Regions from separate parts of the Danio rerio genome. Here region 2 is linked to region 1. Evidence: chromatin contacts called from public HiChIP or PLAC-seq data. All regions are on one chromosome and are shown on one strand. Each heading gives the region's core, a stretch centred on a gene start, on an enhancer-like site or on the middle of the called end of the contact. The rest is flanking DNA. Distances are from core to core; before and after follow the strand shown. Region 1 holds the start of arhgap29b (Rho GTPase activating protein 29b). Region 2 overlaps abca4b (ATP-binding cassette, sub-family A (ABC1), member 4b).

Region 1 (2,700 bases), core at 182-2,681:
ATTACAAGTATTTTAAAACAATTTTCAGCCATATTTCAGTCCAGATTTGCTCTTTTTTTGACATCCTACATACCTAATCACAAATGTATTCTATAAATAATGATTCTGGAGAGGTAACTAAAGGTTTTATGTTTTAAAAAGAAAAAAAGAAAAAAAATTGCTTAACTGTTACTCTAAACATCAGACTGGTTTTCTGAACATCTCTAAAGTTGCTCAATCTAGATTTTAAAAATGGGTTAAGGGTGCTTTTCAATTAATTTCAGACAAAACATCAGCTTATATATACTTATAAAATATTCAGCTCTGGAAACCTCCTGCCACATGACATTGAGGTAAAGTTGGTTTTATATTCGCATATTCATTCAGTGACAACTTGTGACACGCTCCCTATATTGTTTACCATGATACTTTTGAATATTCAGTCTAAAATCATGTAATATTGACTTGAAAACAATTTAATTGACGGTAAACAATGTATTTTGATAGTCATTGACTGCTAATATGATTCCCTATTTAGAATTTGCAAAGAAAACGTTTCTGACATTATATTATTAAGAAGTCTGAATGTGCGAATATAAAACCAACTTTACCTCAATCCCCATGACCAGTGCATAAAAAAAAATCAATAGTTGGTTTACGAAACAAACAAGAACTACAATTTAAAAACCAGTTTGCCCAAGAAAAGTGCTTACAACATTCAAGCTCTGCAGCATTATCATGATGATCCACCAGTAACAAGAACTCATGCCCTCAGACAGCCTGACCCATTATCTACTGATGCCTCATGCTTTGACATGTAATTTTGTAGCCATGTAGTGTTTGGATGTGTAATGTGGTTACGTGACTGCCTTTGTCTTCAGCTGAAGCACGTCTGCAGCTGCAGAATGCGAGTAATGCAACGATCTTTATCATTCAATAGGAGCTTGACACCTGTCACTCATAACAATCCATCTCGGTTGTAGTCAGTGATGAGAGGAAATGGACATTCAAAAAGGAACATAGGGTAAAATTTGGTCGGCTATGACTTGTCAGAATTAAACGATCAGGATTTGGGTTGACAAGTTTGGCTCTTTAACAGAGCATGTTACCACGATTGAAACAGTCACGTTAAGTAACTTATTGAAGTATTGCATTTTTTGACATTTAAAAAAAACAAGTTTGACTTGACAAACCGAATTTAATGATACACAATTTCACTCAATGCTGTAATTGTATCTCCTCTTCATAGCCCCCATGAACTTTAGCGCTGCTAGCTATAGCCGTTTCAAATTTATAAATCTTCAGCAGTTTGTGTTTTTAGCATCTCAAACGAGCAGTACTTACTTGAATGGCTCGTGACGATCGTCATACTGAAGAATCATGAAGGTAAATCCTTTGTAAATCCATCAAATGATCTCTAAAAGACGCTCGCACACAGATCGCTGTTCACATCACAGCTGGAGAGAGAAAAACTAACTGCGGGGACTGACTGACTCAAAATTTACTCACATGACCTCAAAGCAAACTTCCTATTGGCTGGTAGAGAGGGCTCAACAAGCCATACAAGCCGCTTGTTTTCCTCGTCAAAATTACATGTGCTGCGCTGGGTCTAGAGCTGAGTACAATGAAGGAGATCGGTGGTTTCACACTGGGACCCGGGGACCCCACAGGGGGCCGCGAGGGAGTGCTAGGGAGTCCGTGGAAAAGCAAAAAATAAAAAAAAGATATCGTAAACAAACAAATAAAAAATCAGTTTACACGTTTATTTAATAAACAATAAAATATTTAACTTCATTAAGACGAATAAAAATAGGCTACATACATGAAAAAGACAAATAAATAAAACAATCATTAATATAAAAAAACGATTAATAAATTATCCAACGTTTGGTTTAAAATCGGTTTTACGTCAACAAACGTTAACAAATAAAATGATTTATTGTCTTTTTGGTACATATGTATTTTTGTATATATGTATATTTCAAGCTTTCAAGTACTGGGTTGCGACTGGAAGGCCATCCGTTGCGTAAAACACATGCTGTAATAGTTTGCAGTTCATTCCACTGTGGAGACCTCTGATTAATCTTAGCCGAAGGACATTATATTGCAGTTTATTTTTATTGCAATTGTACTGTGTGATGCATCAAGATAAGCTTTCATATTATAACTTTAATATATCTATTTTTTTTTCTAAATAATGATGTTGTTTTATATTTTTAAATTATCATTCATTAATTTTCTTTTCAGTTTAATCTCTTATACTCTTAATGACTCCGTTTCTCTTGGAAACATTGTGCATTTCAAATTGTGCTTCATTCGGGTTAGTGTACTTGACAAACCACCTGTTGAAACGCTCTTCTCTCTTATGCACCTGACACTTTATGTAAACTCCATCTTACAAGAACTCAATAAGGAAAATGATGTTTACTATAAATGTACCACAATCATGTTGCACTGCTTGCTTCAACCTTAAATAACTCTCGCTTAAATTAAAACCTTAAATACCTCTTTTGCACAATATTCACCCTTAATACCTCTATTGCACAATTTCCTGCACAACATTGTTCAGTTTCAGTTAAAAGTACTTGTATAGCCTGCTATGTGTATAGTTAAGTATCTTGTAGCATACTTATATAGTATATATTTTTGAATAACTCTTATATTGTGTTTGTATTGATGATTGATTTATGTAGCACCGTTGTCCTGCGAGACACAACATTT
Region 2 (2,700 bases), core at 143-2,642, 120 kb before region 1:
ACAGACGATTCTTTGGAAAAATCTACCTTCTGCCACTTTTACAAATGATCGACTAGAAGTCAAGTTATTATTTGTTGCTCTTACAACTGGAATCAATGACAAGACTTTTGTCAGGCAGTTTGTTCATTCATTTAATGACCTAGACTATGCTCACATCATGATAATGTCATAGCACAAAGGTGGCCAATAGAAAATGACCAGAGATTGAAAAAAGGAAATTGTCTATGACGTCGCTCTTTAAACAAATGTTTTTTATCAGTAATCAGTGATCATTGAAATCTTTCATGCAGATCTCCACCTATGCTCCCACAACATTTACTAACTGAATAAGGGTCTAGATTAGTGACAGAATCAACGATATAGGGGCAAATTCAAACATAGCTTTTATTTCGCTCTTGAATGAACAAGCTGTTCTTGAATGAATCGATTCACTTGTCACCACGTACTGGTTTAATAATGTAACTGCAGAAAGAGTCGCTGTAAAGTCCCCATCACTACTGCCTAGAGAGACATGTCTACGGCATGCAAGCACAAAAACCTATCCAACTCGAAGAACATATCTTATAATGTTGTATAAAATGTGCATATCGGAATCTAAGTGTGTCAGGTTTGCAGCGGCCAAAGCAGTTTTCTCCATGTTGCAGGCCTCTTGTTCTCAAAGCTCTCCAATGACATGGGAAAATCACAGAATCTGTGTTGGCCCTTCATCGGAGGATTGCTGTACAATAGCTGAGTGAACGGCTCCCTCTCACATCACATGCCACAGCAATAGAGCCGAGGGGCCTCCTACTTCATGTGCACCATATCTAATGGAGTCATTCACAGTAATGTACAATCACACCAGAGGTCCTGAACAAACAACTGAATGGAAAGATTCAATGGGACCCCCTGCTGTACTCACATGTTCTCAACACATTTTAATTGAAAAACACAACATTCACATTCACAGGCGCTCAGCTTGAGACCACAGCTTCGAAAAACCCACAAAAAAATGCAGAGATTTAACTTATGTATTTTAGTGGTATACTTTTCAAGCTAACATTTGAGCTAAGCGGAATGCTGACAGCTATAACTAATAGGCTAAAAAGTTTGTTTGTAAAGCGGGAAAGCTCGTTGTTAGGACGGAGACAAAAGGAGGCTGGGTAGCTCTATGATAGCCCTCTCCCACCATCACCGTCCCACTCGAATCAATTTGCGGGAAGAGGCCTCCGGCTTATGAACAGGGGTCGGTCATAGCTGGGGAGGTGAGGTAACAGAGTGATGCTGAGTGGTTTGCCCCTCTTGGTTCTCAATGAAGCCCTCCATCCACAAAAACAACACGGTGCTGGCAGAGGGTGGCTCTCCCACCCACTCCCTACTTAATCACAGCCGTACAATAGAGGGGCCTGCATGCTGTTGACAGCTTTGCTTGTTCTTTTCCCTTTCACCCATCTGGCCACGATGGGCTCTATATAGCTGTGCTAAGTGGTCATTCTTGTAGGGATGTGCTGAGAGAAATCAGCACTCTGCAGACTGAGAGCTGTGCTGCTCTCAGTTAAAGTGCCTTGTTCTGTCAAGTGAAGAACGCCTAGGCTTGGTTCAAGGGATATGCTCTGCATGCACTCTTAAACATAAAGGCGACATTATAAACCAAATGAAGGGTTTTGACATTCATGCCTTAGAAGAACATTTTTGGTTCTCCAATGAACCTCCAAGTGAAAAGTTCTTCAAAGAACTATTCTTAAATATTGTGAAGAACATTTTTTTTCTATTATGAATGACCTTTTTGTTCCATTGATGTTACAGGTTCTTTGTGAACATTCAATGACAATTTTCAAACCAATACCCTTTATTTTTAAGCATGTGCTGTGCTAGGTTCACTGTCCTTAGACATACTTTATTATTTACATTGAATTGATTTGCAGTTGTCCAATTAATAAATCATTCATTCATTCATTTTCTTTTCGGCTTAGTCCCTTTATTAATCAGTGGTCGCCACGGCGAATGCTCTTCCAGCTACTTAAAGTCACTGGGAAACACCCATACACTCTCATTCACATACATACACAACGGACAATTTAGCTTACCCAATTCCCCTATACCATGTCTTTGGACTTGTGAGAGAAACCTAAGCACCCAAAGGAAACCCACACGAACATGGGAAAAACACACAGAAATGCCAACGGACCTAGCCGAGGGTTGAACCTTCTTGCTGTAAGGTGACAGCGATACCAACTGTGCCACCGCACCACCTCAATTCATAAATCCTCTTCATAAATAACATGATCTCATGTCTAGCAAATACACACTTCAGAATCTCAGCAGAAGTACTGTTGTAAGACATTCTGTTACTTATAGTCTACTGTTTTTTTAAATATTATTAATTGGAAAAGACTATTTGATTCATAGACACTTTCCCCCATACTTTATAGAGGAGAAGGAGGAGATTTCAGATGCAGCGCTGGTTAGATGGTAGTAATCTGTCTCACTAATCAAATACAAAAACTCCCAGACCATTTGTTAGCGACTTAAGAGTCTTGTACCAGTGGAAACTATTTTTGATTTGATCACTAATATATTTTTTCTGGCATTTGAAATTTTTTGCAAATCTACATTTGCAAACTAGTCATGTTGTTGCCAGACTGGAACAAGAAAAGTTTAAATATGAATAATTATCCAAGAATTTGACTTACCTATGCTAGAGGGTGCCAGAACATTTAA

The links. HiChIP or PLAC-seq counts read pairs in DNA pulled down with a chosen protein or histone mark.
Region 2: an H3K4me3 HiChIP or PLAC-seq map of embryo shows a contact between it and region 1, with 4 times the contacts expected there. The contact joins the enhancer-like site here to the promoter of arhgap29b in region 1. A contact is called at or near these places in 7 of 18 Hi-C or Micro-C datasets (caudal fin, embryo, fibroblasts and 2 more) and 2 of 4 datasets of contacts at active chromatin or transcription factors (caudal fin and embryo).

Annotation. Positions count from the first base shown.
Region 1 is chr2:17,491,780-17,494,479 of GRCz12tu, reverse strand. arhgap29b (Rho GTPase activating protein 29b) reads right to left here and starts at 1,431. Exons shown (of 23, transcript NM_200111.2): 1 at 1,324-1,431.
Region 2 is chr2:17,608,918-17,611,617 of GRCz12tu, reverse strand. All of the region lies in intron 12 of abca4b (ATP-binding cassette, sub-family A (ABC1), member 4b), which reads right to left. Among named protein-coding and RNA genes, the nearest start is that of abca4b, 42 kb to the right of the region's middle. Within about 2 kb of position 1,392, at least 14 of the 62 cell types and tissues checked have an H3K27ac peak or open chromatin away from gene starts, as enhancers often do.